2 separate regions of the Mus musculus genome follow, and region 2 is linked to region 1. Evidence: chromatin contacts called from public HiChIP or PLAC-seq data. All regions are on one chromosome and are shown on one strand. Each heading gives the region's core, a stretch centred on a gene start, on an enhancer-like site or on the middle of the called end of the contact. The rest is flanking DNA. Distances are from core to core; before and after follow the strand shown.

Region 1 (7,207 bases), core at 2,951-5,450:
AGGTCAGCTGTCAGTGTGTGCCTTCCAAAACATTATAGTCATGTTACAGTAAACTTTTTATATTTGTTGCGTCACAAAGATTTATTGAAGTGATAAAAGTTATTATGGAAAACAGTGTGCAGTAACTATGGCAACAGTTATTTGATCTCACAGTAATTAGCTGAGCATTTGGTTGCCCAATACTTTTCACAATGCCTTCCTGGTTAGTTCATTAAACAAAATTAGCTTTTGTTTGAACTGTCTTCCTACAGCGTCCTAAATTTGATTTTAGTTCAAAAGAATTAGAAAGTGTATTTTAAAACTACCTTTCCAACTTTTGGGTTGTAGCCATTATTTGAAGTCATAACTTTTTAATTTAATCCTCTATTTATGTACTACAGTGTGCTATGATTCATTGGTTCATCCTCTGAGTTTCAGTGTAGCAGAGTATCCTGAGAGATGAACAGTGTGGTTGAATGATCCTGTGGTAGCCCATGCCTGGATGCCAGCTTGTGTCCTTCCTATGTCTCCACTCAATTCTTGTGATACTGTGTTACTGTACCATGGGTGTCCCATGATCACATGAATTACTTTGTTAACAGTCTGTGTCTCCCCCTGGCACCTGGAGCTGGGCACTGCCTAGCTTTGCTGAGATTCGCTCACCTTGCTGCTCTTGCCGTGCTCCTAGGGACACAGGCTGTGCTCCTTCCTCTTTCTGCATGCAGGTGAGTCATGCAGATAGTGATGTCATCCTTGGAGGACTTCCTCTTGAGACGGGGGCCCTCAGACTTTCTGCCTTTCCTGTCCTCTGTCGCTCCACTTGCAGAGGTGAAGAGGGGCACACCCAAAGAAAATGTCGTGCATTCAAGATTTCAAATCAAAACTCATGAAATATGAAATGGAAAGAGGAGGATGTTCGGATGTTCCAGAATGAGTTAGTGTGACTTTTTTTTCTAATTCAGCAACTGGGGTTAGAAAGGTTGCTCCCCAGTTTAAGGGCACTTGCTGTCTTCCAGAGGACCTGAGTTGGGTTCCCAGCACACAGGTTGGACAGGCCACAGCTGCCAGTGACTCCAGCTCCAAGGGAATCCAACATCCCCGGCCTCATGCCTACACTTCAAAAGAGTAAAAATAAAACTTTAAGTTCAGTAAATGTTCCTTGTATTTCATTTTAATCCTTGTCAGCTCAGTTCCGTGATACACACACACACAACTAGCTTTTAAAAACTTTCCAAGTTTTTTATGATTTTTTTTTCCTCATTTAACTTCCAATTGCCTGCCAATTTTCAGTTGAGGAAAGTTTTTCTTACATAAAAACAGAGCCTTTCCAGTTCTGAGATTAAGACTATTGGTTTCTGTTTAGGATGACTCTATCTTAGGTCTCCATCCATAACCATTGGCAGAACTCTGTTAAGAGCTTACTTGTCCCTGTTCTTGCTGTTGAAGATTTTTAGGACGATTTGTCCAAAATGAAAGCAGTATTAATTCCCGTAGGTAGCCTCGGTGCCTGGCTCATCTTTTCTGCTGTCTTCCCCATCACTGTCTATATTCTGGATGCTTTGAGCATCATAACTGGTGTCAAGGACCCACATGCATTTCCCTCCCACACGCTCTTTCTCTCCCTAGAGTAACATCGTTTGGAAATTTGAACATCCTTTGATACAACCTTTACTGGATGGAACTTCTGTGAAATTTCTCTTGCTTTCCCTCGTATTATCACCTGCTCCCCCGTCATGCCCCGGCTGTCCTGTGCCTGATTCTTGGCCACGATTATCACCATATTACAGTTAAAGGTTAAAACACTGTTGCCTGTGGGCTGTGAACTCCAGGAAAGAGATACTACTCTCTGCTTCTCCCGAGTCGTCCATAGGCTGTGACCAGGTTATAGCCAAGCAGATCAGTGGGCTAGCCTCACCTCACGACCTCCTGACCCTCTGAATCCTAGTCATTTCTATTGTTCATTTTACTGTCCAAGATCTGCCACGGTAGGTGTTCACCCTCCTGGCTCTTCCAGTTTTGCATTCCTTTCCTGGGCCTCCAAAATGTTCTGTACATGGACCTCCAGTGCTCTCAGGAAGGAGGGAAGACAGGAGCTGTTATTTATTGGTTCTCTGCTGCTCATCTCGGTGATTCAGCCCAACCTACACTGCATACTTGGCCCATTTACTAGAGCAGTCACCAGCACTCTGTGCTCCTTTGATCACCTCACCTCCCACTGTGCCATCGGTCCAGCCAGCCCCTGTCTTTTGTCCTGCTCCAGTGCTCCAGGACTCTTAACTGAAACACAAGCTCTTCCAGATTGAGCCTTCTACAGACTGGCTGCTCAGACAAAGATCACCTAATCTGCCCAGCTCCCAACCCTGTGAGCTGCCATTGCCAGGCATGGCTTCATTATAGTCTTCCAGGGAGCCCTTACCAGCGGAGCAAAACTAAACTCGTTCAGATCTTCTCTTCTGCCATACTGTTGCTGAGCCCGTTTCCTGTTCCCTGGCGGCCTTCCATGAGTCCCTCTGATGGCAAGTCCCCTTCTCGCTTGCTTCTGCAGAGCAAAGGACTGGTTGTTTTGAGGCCCTACTTCTTGCTTTACTTTTGGTCACACTGCATCTTCTGCCCACTCCGCTGTCCTCCTATCTCTGGCTACAGAATATCACTTAGATAAGAGCACACAACGATGTTTCATGTATTTTCCCTGATGATGTACACAGTGCCTGGTACAGTGTCTGCCATGGTGGAAAGCCCACGAACATTTGAACAGAGAAGAAGCCAAAAGACAAAGGAGAGTAGATTGGACCCTGCTGCTGTTCTATGTGCATGTACGCATTTCCTTTTTAAGGTTTCATTGTGTATATTCATCAGCGTCTATTTTCTTCTCATCCCTAGAAGCCCAGTGAAGTTAGTGCTGTCATCCCTGATACGTATGTGCAGAGAAAACTCATAGAAGTCACTCTGCTTGTAGGGGGAAGAACTTCCTGTCTTTCACAAGCCTGCTCGATGCCGTCACTTCTGAAAAGCCTTAGTATGCCCCTAGCCTTCCATGGCACTGTTCACTCATGGGCGTCTCTACAGAAATGACATTGTGCGTGGCTCCTGTGCCAGGTGCATTACGCCCTCCTCCTTGCCACTGCTTACATGAGGGCTTCTGGTATGTGGGGTCTTTGACAGTTTTCACTTTCTGTCTCACACTCCATATGCCAGTCTTAGCTCTATAACCTCAGACAAGTTATGAGTTCCTCAGGTGGGTGGAAGTGTTTCTTCTTTTATGTGACCCTTGTTGGACATACATAAGGGATTGTTGCGTAGTGACCATTTCCCGTCTGCTGAGTTGGAGGCTCTGGGACATGAGTCTGGTAACGTCTTCATCACTAGGCTGTTCTTCAGATCTCACTTGCATCTTTCTGTTGTTCCCTGCAGAGGGCCTCCCCTTCTCCAGTAGCCTGTCTGCCTCTTCCAGTCAAGCACTGGTAGTCCTTAGATATGACGAATATGGTGACTAACTGAGAAGCCTCTTTGTAAAGACCTCAAAAGCAATCACAGGTTTAAATGTGTGTTTGCAGATAAATACATACATATGTTTGCATATAAACAAAGATTTTGTCATCTTCTTTAAGTGCTTAACTCGCATGTGCTTACTAAGACATCTCTGCAGACTGTAAATTAAAAGAATAGCCAGCCACCGAGAGTTCCAAGACCAAGAGTTCCAAGACAAAAAATCCGCAAAAATTCTTTGAAAAATTTTTGGCTAGAAAATTATTTTAATTGACTTTTTAGTACAACTTTTGATGTTAAATATAATGTCAGTGGCAGAGAATCTAAAATAATAAGCATACTTGGGATCTTTAAAAATCCATTGTCAGTGTCCACCATGTGCAGATTTTAGTTGATTATAGTGAAATGACTGGCGGGGAGAAAGAAAGGTGTTCTAGTAAGTACTCATAAGGAATTCCAGAAGCTTCTGGGAGCTAGGACCACTGGTTCTGGAGGCACTGCACCATCTTTGGGTTCTCCAGTGGCATGGAGGGCTGCTTCTGAGCAGGCCTGGCCCTCCTCTCAGGTTTGCTTCTCAGCTTTCCCTGGTTCCTTTGGAGGAGAGGAAGTGTGTGTGTGTGTGTGGGGGGGGGGGGGGGTCTGGAGAAGCCTGAGGGCAGAACCCATGGGTTGCTGAAGTGAGCGAGCCCTGTGGTTGCCATGCCAAGGCCTGGCTGGTGCTGGCTCAAGCTCCGTGTTTGCTTTGTGGGAGCATGCCGGAACTGACCTTTCACTTGCCCTTCACGCTCTGGGTGACTCAAACGCTGAGCCATTGTTTTAGGAACTGATTATGCTTTGACAGTATGGCAGAGGTATTTCCTCAGTGCTGGGCCGAGGCTGGGAGGTGGGTAGATTTTGGTATGATTTTGCTTCAATTGGGAGGACCGCTTTTCTCTTTCTTTGGGTATTGTTTTGCTTTTTCCATCTGTAATACACATGCCAGTCCCAGATGCTGAAATTCACCTGAACCTGTCCAAAAATTGCCAAGAGATCTTGTAGCTTTCACTGGCAGCTTGTAGCCTTAGTGTGGCATTTCTGTTAAAGGCTCACTCTATCCTTGCCATCATATGGAGGCCAAGAGTCAAAACAGACAAATGTGGAAATGTAAGCCATATAAAGCTCTGTGCTTGTAAATCTTCATAGTAGAGCAACTATAACAGTGTGAAGGGAGGCTTTTATTACGTAGATTCATGGAATCTGCCCTCTCTGAAAGTTTGGAGTTGCCGGTTAAATACGTATGTATTTTTCAAAGGAAATCATCAAAAAGGACATTCCGCTCTTATTACAAAGTTATTTTAGGGGTAAATATTTTGATAGATGTGGTTCGGTGCACCTGGGAGCTGAGCCGTAGCTTGAGGCGGTTAGAACAGATGGAGCTCTGAGATAGTTCAAGGCTTGGGTTTTCCCCTGTGCAAGCACATGGCTGGTGGGCCGCAGGAACCTTAACTTTCTCCATGCTGATGTTAGAAAAGTAGCTTTCTTATGGAAAGGTCTCATTACTGAAGCGTTCGGGGACCATCGTAGGTCTTCTCTGAAATAAATGTATAGTGAGGTCTGTTGTGTACACACATTTTATTAAGAGAGAGAATGCAGTCTCTGGCCAGGAGTAAGTCATGTCAGGACTGCCTACATTTGCATCAAATGCAAAGGTCTGGGATTTGGGCGCTGACTGACTGACAGGAACAGCAGAAGCTTAGCAAGACAGAAAGACTGCTGTGAGCTTCCTTCTTTTTTGAAGTTGAGTTGAATCACTAGTCAGATTGAAATCCTAGCATATAATTTTTAAAAATAGTCTAGTGTGTCATCCAACCTTGTCAGGAAATCAGTGTACACGAGCACAGCTCTGGCTGCTTCCCGTGCTCACCTGCCATTTCAGTAGAGAGCTTGCTTGGCTAGGGACATTCTACAATTCTAACACTTCTCCCTCTTTGACTAAAGTGATCTTTTGTCAGCCATGAAAGTATTTGTCCTTGTGAAAGTCACCTCGTAGGAGCCGGGTGGTTTGGTAACCTGAGTCCAGTCATGGGGCCCCGTTCATAAGTTAGTGATCTTGGAACAGGGACCATGTTTGTTGGTGTGATTTGTCTCTGTTTTGGTTTGGTTTTGTTGAGAAAGTCTCACTGTGTAGCCCAGGCTGGCCTGGAAATCAAGCCAATCCTGGCTCGGTCCCCTAAGTGATGAGTTTTACAGGTATGAGCTACCACACCCAGTCGTTTGTCACTTCTTATTTCCTATCTCAGAATAAGTTCCCCAAGGGCAGAAACCACCTTTCTGTTCTCATCGAGTAGTTGTTGATGATTTGTTGACGGACACATAGCTGAGAACTGTTTGTGTAACCCCCCCCCCCCCGCCCCCAGCTCTGAGTTAACACATGGTGATGGTGATTTTTCAGCACTTCCTTATTAGTAGCACAGGCAGGAACATGGATATTGCAAGCTCGCCAAGCGCTAACCCTTCCCACCCTTGGTAAGAGTTCCTGATAAACCTTTGGCTTCTGAGGAGAGAGAACTAAGCCCCAGTACCTCCTCAGCAACCGCCTTTCTAGATGCGGGAAGTGGATCTGGACTGTCAGAGCTGTTCTAGTGTCATGGAGGTGTCCTGTGTTTGCAGCAGCTGCTAGCCCTATTGTGCTCTTTCACTGAACGCTCTATTAGCCTTTGTGCCATCTGCTTATTTGAGACAATACAGCTGGGTTGACTGCAGCCATTCCAACAATCAGGATTTTCTTTTTAACAATGTGAACATTGCATACTGCCTCTCATTGTACACAGTATTAAGACAAAAAATACCATTTAGAAATGGTTGTGCTAAGCTCATTTTAAAATAAAAAGGTTCTATTTAAAGTTCAGCTGGTTATAGTATAAACCGGTTCTGATGACTCATTCTAGCGATACTTTTACCCCCCACCTGTGCTTTTAGTAGTTGTTTGGGGCCCAGACAGGAAAAACCCTTACATTATGTAGATTACTTATTTCAGGCACTTGATTTAGTAGCAACTTGTTGACTAATTGAGGAAACACTTTTAGTTAGAAATAATTAGAAACACTAGAACATCCAATTTGGTGAAGGGCATTGCATTATAGGTGTAGTTCATTTGTGACTGTATGTATAAATTTAATAATTTTTCAAGTGCGTGCTTGCCTCCAGCCCCTGCCTGACACAGTTATAATCTTCCTCACAGTAGCTCAGCTGCAGGCAGGAGACCATCGTCATTTCCCAGGAAGAAGCTTGCTGGTATCTCCAGAATAGGTCAGCGAATGCAGTCTCAGCTGTTCTCCCTGCCTACAATCTTTGTGACAATCATAAACAAATTAAATGGCCTTAAAGGACTCAGAACTTTTGACCAGCAACCTGCTTTCTTCCTTAAAGTCTGTGGGTATGATCTAGTTAGCGAGTTTCCCTCACGGTGCAGAGAGGGCAGCATAGCATAGCAGGATGGGTCATCCACCCTAGAGCCATGAACAGGACTTGCAGTGGAGTTGTTCACATTCAGGGATAAGTCTTCCCTTCTAAGTTGAACCTTTCTGGAAATGCCCTCATAGATACACTCAAAGGCGTGTTTCCATGGTGATTCTAAATCAAGTGAAGTTTACAGTGAAGATTAACCATCACAGTCACTAAAAATGAGTGAATACCACTCACTGCACGACCCAGCGAGACTGGCAGAGTAGTGAGGGGAGAACAGGAGTCTCCATGGACTCTG
Region 2 (7,207 bases), core at 1,351-3,850, 260 kb after region 1:
GATGTGTTTAAAAGGAACGAGGCATCTGTCCTTTTTAAAATATTGTTTTAACACTGGATGTGTGATTCACATGTGGCCAGTAGCTTAAGTTTTCAGCAGCCCTTATTAGAACACTCAAATGGGCCTGTGCTACCTAGAGGCTAGCACATTCTTTATGCAAATGGTGGCTATTGTTTCTGGGAAAATGGGTTCTTTGCTCATTTCTCCCCTTGTCATATTTGCACTGGAGGAACGATGGAGCAAACACCTCAGTTGTTTCTCCCTTTAGCTGCTCTTCTGAAAGCAACAAATGTCTAAAGTTGCTTCCAGTTTGTTATTTGCTGCGGGCGGAGAGACTCTCTGTCAAGTGGTGATATAGGCTTTGTCCTCCTTCCCTGATTTGTGGCTTCACTCCCTGCTCCCACATGAACACCGGGGAAGAGTGCACCTTGTTCTTTGTCTCCAGTTCATCTCTCTTTAGACAGATGAGCATCGGATCCCAATGAGATTGGAGCCTCACTCCAACAGCTACTGGCTGTCATGATGTTAGTTCAGCTCTCATCTGTATCCTGGAAATAGCAGCAGTGTCTGCCTACATATTGAGCAATTAAATGAGGTAATATTAACCAGAAGAGTTTACGTGGCGCCTGGTGTATAGCAAGGGGCAACTATAGTGAGCAGGTTGAAGCAATTAGTAGGCACATTCAAATTCAAAGACCCAGTTAAAAAGCTGCTTTCTTCTAGGAAGACTTCCCAAGCTGCTTCCGGTGAAAACCGAGCACTTTCTTCCCACTCTCTCTCTACCATTTTTGTAGATTTTTCTATTTTCACACTGGATTGGTCCTCACTGTGAGCTCAGAGTTTGTGCCTCTGGTCTGTACCAGGTCTAGACACAGAGTAGAGCTAGCGTCTGTCTCACTGTTTACTAGTGTGACCAGGGCACCTCCTCTCACCAAGCTTGCAGATGCCCTTTGTGACTCTTTTGCCCCTATAAGGAGCTTAGACGATTCTTTAGTTTGACTTCACTTGTAGTGGTGACTCTTGGGGCTGGAGAGAGACTTTGGTCACTATCATGGAGTCGTGTCTCCTTCTGAAGTTCGGAGGTCAGAGCTCAGAGCTTCGGTTCCTTAGCAGAGTGCAGTAGGCTCACTCTCACCATTGTTGGGATTAGCCAGGAGCACTGGTGTTAAAGCAGATAGTAGGCTCCCCCAGTCAGGGTTGCTTTCCTCTGGCTCTGCCTCCAAGCAGTTTCCTAGCCTTGAAGTTCACTACAAGCGCTGCAGGCACTCTTTTAGGAGGTCCTCGCTACAGACGTGATGTGCACACTTAGTCTTTTCAGTCTAAGGGTTGCCTACTGGGTGTACCACAATTCAGTTAGCATCCCGAGAAGGGTAGGTGTGAAACCAATGCTCCCCTTCTCCACTGGAAATCACAGTGTGTTCTTATCTAGAAATTCCACAGAGATGCTCCCCACCGTGGTCCGAGGACAGGAGGAAAACCATCTGTGAGCAGTGAAAATTGATCCAGTCTCAGAGCTCCTGACATCCTCTTGGATCCTGGGAAAAGCTGAGAAAAAGAATCCGGAAGACTAGCTCTTTCAGGGCTCAATGGGGGTGGGGGTGGGGGTGGGCACTGGCTGCAGTCAGGAATTTGACTTTGGAGCCCTGCATCAAAGAAACTATGCTGTGTCAACAGTGATGCTCGATGTCAGTGAGAATTCATGACAGAGTGGTAGAGAAAACTCATGGCAGCTGTAAATCTAGTCACACACCAGTCCCTTCTGGCCTGGTGCCTTCAAGGGGGGGGGTGTTAGGGGATGGCGGGGGTGGGGGTGGGGTGGGGGGGGATGGCGGGGGACTCGGTTTGGCTTTTATTTGGCTTTCCACAGGGCTTCGGAATAATTTGCTGGGTAGTGAGGAAACCTCTCCGCAGTGCATTCTGAGCTTACTGCGTCCATGCAGGCAGGTGCTTGGGGAGATTAATTAGGAAAATAAGTGGAATGTGATTGCAGTTGGGCTCCGAGTTTACGGAGCACTTGGTACCAGGGAGACTAATCACCCCAGAGGGCATTGTGAAATTCCGAGGAGATGCAGGCTTCATTAGCTTTTGTTTGGAGGATTACAGGATGGATGGCTCATCAGAGGGGAGGAGATGGTGATTCCTGGACGTGGAGGTGGCTGCAGCGAGGAACAGGCATGCCTGGGGTCTAGTCAGAAGGCCGCGAGCCCGGGTCATAATTCTGTGGAGCGACGCAATGGGAAAAGATGACAAATGGAAGAGCTGAAGTGACTCACTGAGGGGTTTGAAGTGTAACTCTTGGCTACCTCCGTTTTCTCTGGCTGTGGCTGGGAGGGGACTGGGCTGTCAGAAAGGGCTGTGTTCTTTCTCCAGGGCTCTACAGGCTCAAAGATGGGCCTCTGGTCTGTGCTCGCCAGTGGTGCTATCAGCCTTTCAAACTCCGTATCCACTGGCCGTTCTAAAAAAAAAAAAAAAAAAAAAAGCCAACGCGGCAGCTCCGGGTGGCCAGGATTGCGACACCAAATGTGTTTGTTCCCCATGTTTGTGAAATACCTCAGAGGCACTGTCCCAGTGCCACCTGACTAGTTTTCTGATTGCCACACGGCCCTGGCTCCATCTGGCAATACTCAACTGCGGCTGACTTGATTTTGAGATGTTTGTGGCCTTAGCCCTCGCTCTGCCTGCCCAAGTAAAGTGGGCTTTTTACCTTCCCAGCTTTGAATACCATTTGATGGGTTTGGAATTAGCTCTGCGGGCCTGTGGTGAGCATTGTGGCCGTGGATGGCTTACTCAATCTCTCTGGGCCCTAGCCACTTCCACTGCGTGCTGATAACAATTCCTACCGTGTATGATTGTGAACTACATGTGTGACACCCAGACAGGAGGTCAGGACCTCAGGTCACTAGCAAACTTCCTGCCCTTCACAACCCGCCCCCCCACCCCCCCAATCCCAAGTTGCCGAAAGCAAAGCTGACCTCCCTGATCTTCAAGTTGTTTAAATTCAAACGTACTTTTAATTTTTGCAAATGTATGGTTGTCAAATTTTGCCTGAAAGCAGGCAGTAATTGAAAGCAGTCTGGTTAATAGATACCTTAATGGGAGCCCAGAAACCCCTGAGATGGACTCAAGAATTGCTTTAAGTTCTTAGTAGCACTGCCCTAAAGGGACAAATCCAATAATTATTGAGCTTCTATTATGTGTCATGAACAAAGAAAGTAGTATTGCATGTAATTTTCATTTTAAAAAATTTCCTTAACCTTAAGCAGATAGCGTTACTTTAAAGTACTTAGTTACTTAAAGTACTTAGTACTTACTAAATATTAACTGAACGACCTTTATGTGGTAAGCATTGTTCTATAAAGAACATGCAAGAAACCTGACAGCCAGCCTGGAGACATGACTTACTGAAGGTCACATGAAGCTGTTCCATGGCGGTCCCGATACCATTCTAACCCTTTTAAGTCTTAGCCTAGGATGCTTAGGCACAGATGCAGGCATGCATATATGGGCACCCATAAAACACAGCATACGAACATGTTCATGCATAAAAGCACACCCACAATCACATGCACACACACACATGTACACACACACACACACATATATCATGTCAACATACACATGCTCACATACTAGAACAGCACAGCAAGCAATTGCATCTATATTCCGTTCTCACACATCTGCAAGGACACATGTGCTTGCACACGTTCATATGCACATTCTGCACATCAGAGTATCAAATTTCTGAGAACTCTGGCTCCCAGAAACAGCAGCCTTTACAGATGCAGCCAATGTTTTATCCTCTGTTCCTCTCTTCTTCCTCTTTCCATCCTTCTTTTTCTTCGTCCACCCCTCTTCTACCACTTTTCTTTCTTTCCCCTTTCAATTTCTTCGTCCCCCCAACTTCATTCTGTAGCCATATGTCTCTTCCTACCTTTCTAGCTATGACATTTTAGCTCATTTGCAGCCTCTGCCCTGCCCCACCCCCTCCCACCCCCATGGCTCATCAGAACAATCAAGCACAAAATTGAGACTCTTCGAGGCCACTAGGAGTTGAGTCTGCATGGCACACTGTACCTTGGCTAGGCTTCCCCCTATGCAGATGTGCTGACCCCTGGGAACCCCTCCTCTGTGCCTTCGCCCAGAGTGTATTCATGGTCAAGTCTGGTTGTTGAAGTTGAGAGTCCCCAGCCTGGCCCCAACCTGCTCTGCTCTCTCATACATGTGCCAAGTGCCTGTGAAGACTTCTTCCAACTGTTTCATCATGCCTCGGGGTGGGGATGCAGCTCTTCTGCATTTCAACACTCTGTTTCCACCTGGCACTTCCATTGCCAGCTAATAGGTGAAGTAACTCATCTCCAGGCTGACATCCATCACGCTGTGCTTTATGGGGACCCGCACTCTGATCCCTAACATGCTCATGGGGCTGTGACAAGACCAACCTGTAGCCTTTAGTAGCCACCAGCGGTGGCTTGGGAGGGGGCAGTGGTTCTGGGTTTCTCAGCTCATCTGTAGAGATAATTCAAAATCTGCATTATTTCATCATCTCGGCAACTCAAGGTGGGGGTGGTGGAATTTGAGAAACTTCGGCAACTCCTGGGTCTCAGTCCAACTGAGGATCTTTCCCAACTCATCTGCTTTCTTGTGGTATCTGGGACATCTCTCTCTGTCTCTGTCTCTGTCTCTGTCTCTGTCTCTGTCTCTGTCTCTGTCTGTCTCTGTCTCTGTCTGTCTCTCTGTCTCTCTGTCTATCTCTGTCTCTGTCTGTCTGTCTGACTGTCTCTCTCTCCTCTCTCTCTCTCCTCTCTCTCTCTCTCTCTCTCTCTCTCTCTCTCTCTCTCTCTCTCTCTCTGTGTGTGTGTGTGCCTTCAGCACTTAGCCTTTACCATTAAGGGCTCCTGAAGCTTTTCTGCCAAGCTCTTTCTCACTGGGACCCTTGGACTCCCAGCATTGATCCTCTCCCAGGCTGTTTGACTGCATTGCCCAATTGGGCAGGTTTGATAGGGCAGGCTAGTGAGTTCAAGCCTCATAAACAGTTCCCAGGTGTGGGGACAGTGTATTCTGAAGATCGCTCAGGAATGGCTTTAGCAACATGTACTTTGTCTGGGGCAAGTTCACTGTAACACCACACACACACACACACACACACACACACACACACACACACTTGGAGAAGATTCAACAGGAAGATGGAAAGAGGAGCCTTAGTGTGGATGGTACACTGTAAAACAGAATATTGCCTGGTGAGAGAAAGGGAACCAAGCCCCAGGTGCTTCGTGGCATGGGGCCAGATCTCGGAATTGTTCAATAGAAAGAAATGGAATTCTGGAGGTGGGGTTCTCTTGAGCACTTAACTGATAGTCTTATATGGTGATTGCTTATGATTCAGACTGATGTTGTAACCAGACCATAAATGCTTAGCTGGCAGGGATTGGGGCTTATGGCTATCCTTCCTTTCTTGTGCTACTTAACTCGGAGCCTTATATCTAGGTAGTGTTCAATAAAGGCACAAAAGGAAAGGAACTTAGGCTGCATTTGTTTGATACTACTTTATGTCCCAAACCTCCTGCTGTGAGTTAATCCATTTGATGGTTGAGGTCATTTTTGGGGCATGTGATCTTTTCTCTTCCCTCTCTGGTTCCCATTTCAGTGCAAAGTAGTGCCCAACCTTGAGGAGCTATGTTTTACACACACACACACACACACACACACACACACACACACACACACGGTTATGTGGGTGACTGTAGAGTCTGAACACAGGCTGCAACCAGGCTACATGAAGTGAACACAGGCTACTTCCATGAAGTGAAGAGTCATGTGGTGTTATAGGCACCTGGGAAACCATCTTGGAGCCAGCAGGACTGAGTGGAGCCCTGTATAGAAGAAGAGAGGAGAATGTTCAGGATGGAGACAGTGAACATGCAGTATAGGGCCTATCCATGTTGCATTTCCCATTCATTCATTCATTCATTCATTCATTTCATTTCACTTCATTCATTCACTCATTCATTCATTCAATCTATAAGTTCTGATTTTGGCCAGGCATGGTCCAGACTTTGAGGACAGAGTTGTGGGTAAGACATGTAGGTAAATCTGTTCAGAAACAGACAATGAACAAATGAGAAAATAATCAGCCGGCAAAGCACTGAGTGTCATGGAATATCAGAAACAAAAGGCAAAAGGGAGAGTAGGCAAGGATCCAGCCCTTGACCGCAAAGGATAAGAGTGGCGATCAGCCTGGGAAGGACACACAGGGAAGCTCAATGGCAAGACATATTCTAAAAATGGGCTTCCGGGGCTGGAAACAGCCAAGAAGTCCTGGAGCATAGGAAGGCCAGGGTGGAAGAAGAGGGGGAAACGGCAGAATGAACAAGGGAGACGGAGTTGGAAGATGGGCCGTGGCTTGGCTTAGGCCAAGCAGAGGTCACATGGATCTGCTCCTGTCATGATAAGGATTCTGAACACCAAAAAGCATTCTGTATCAGTTACTCTCAAGTTGCTGTGACAGCCCATGGAGCAATCGAAGAAATGAAAGATTTATTTTGGCTCACGGTTTCAGAGGGTTTCTGTCCATTGTGGTGGGAAGATATGGATTGTCCATCCAAAGGGTGACAGTGGAAGTGAGTGTTGCAGACTGTTGACATCACAGCTGACAGGAAGCAGAGAGTGTGACAAGAGCCCGGGATTGCCTGCCTTTAGCCAAGTATTTCTGTGAGTTGAGCTTCATTTTCTAAAAGTATTTGTTCATTCAGTACAGGACCACTTTGGGAACTAACATTTGAAGCTTGAGCGAGTGGGAGAGCATTTCAGACTTAGCCACATCTCTAGGTAAGAGATGCTATTGAGTTAGGTTGCAGGTGGTATGAAGATGTGGCCATGTGTGAAGTATTTAGGACAGGGAAGCTTGACTATAGGATGTGAAGGAGAAAATTCTAGCTCTTCTTAGTGCAGTCACTAGTGATGTGACCCTGCTTCTGGCTGAAGCTAGGCTGGCCGGAGGGCAGGGGAACTCGTGACAGTCTTCTGAACGTGAACTGTGGTCCAGAACATCCTTAACAGGAGATGCTGGAACCTGCTGAGAAGGCTTCTTCTTTTTCTCTTTCCTTTTTTCTGTTTCTGAGGTCTCTCCTTCTTCCAGCCTGTTGTTCAAGGTCTTCTCTCAGTAGCCACACTGGGGATCCTGGGAAGGCTGGAAGGTGAGAGTGTT

What was found. HiChIP or PLAC-seq counts read pairs in DNA pulled down with a chosen protein or histone mark.
Region 2: a contact with region 1 is called in a FOXA1 HiChIP or PLAC-seq map of pancreatic cancer cells. The contact joins two enhancer-like sites. A contact is called at or near these places in 1 of 15 datasets of contacts at CTCF or cohesin (the NIH/3T3 cell line), 1 of 484 Hi-C or Micro-C datasets (embryonic fibroblasts), 5 of 115 datasets of contacts at active chromatin or transcription factors (CD8 T cells, bone marrow-derived macrophages, large pre-B cells and 2 more) and 1 of 9 other capture datasets (embryonic stem cells).

What each region holds. Positions count from the first base shown.
Region 1 is chr15:59,519,996-59,527,202 of GRCm38.p6, forward strand. The region is part of intron 4 of Nsmce2 (NSE2/MMS21 homolog, SMC5-SMC6 complex SUMO ligase); the gene reads left to right. Among named protein-coding and RNA genes, the nearest start is that of Gm36677, 95 kb to the right of the region's middle. Within about 2 kb of position 4,201, at least 149 of the 459 cell types and tissues checked have an H3K27ac peak or open chromatin away from gene starts, as enhancers often do. A contact at or near this core is called in bone marrow-derived macrophages, embryonic fibroblasts and pancreatic cancer cells, where this site is marked.
Region 2 is chr15:59,781,896-59,789,102 of GRCm38.p6, forward strand. It overlaps Gm19510 (predicted gene, 19510), which reads right to left. Exons shown (of 4, transcript NR_045076.1): 4 at 6,522-7,207. Among named protein-coding and RNA genes, the nearest start is that of Gm19510, 9.5 kb to the right of the region's middle. Within about 2 kb of position 2,601, at least 156 of the 459 cell types and tissues checked have an H3K27ac peak or open chromatin away from gene starts, as enhancers often do. A contact at or near this core is called in bone marrow-derived macrophages, embryonic fibroblasts and pancreatic cancer cells, where this site is marked.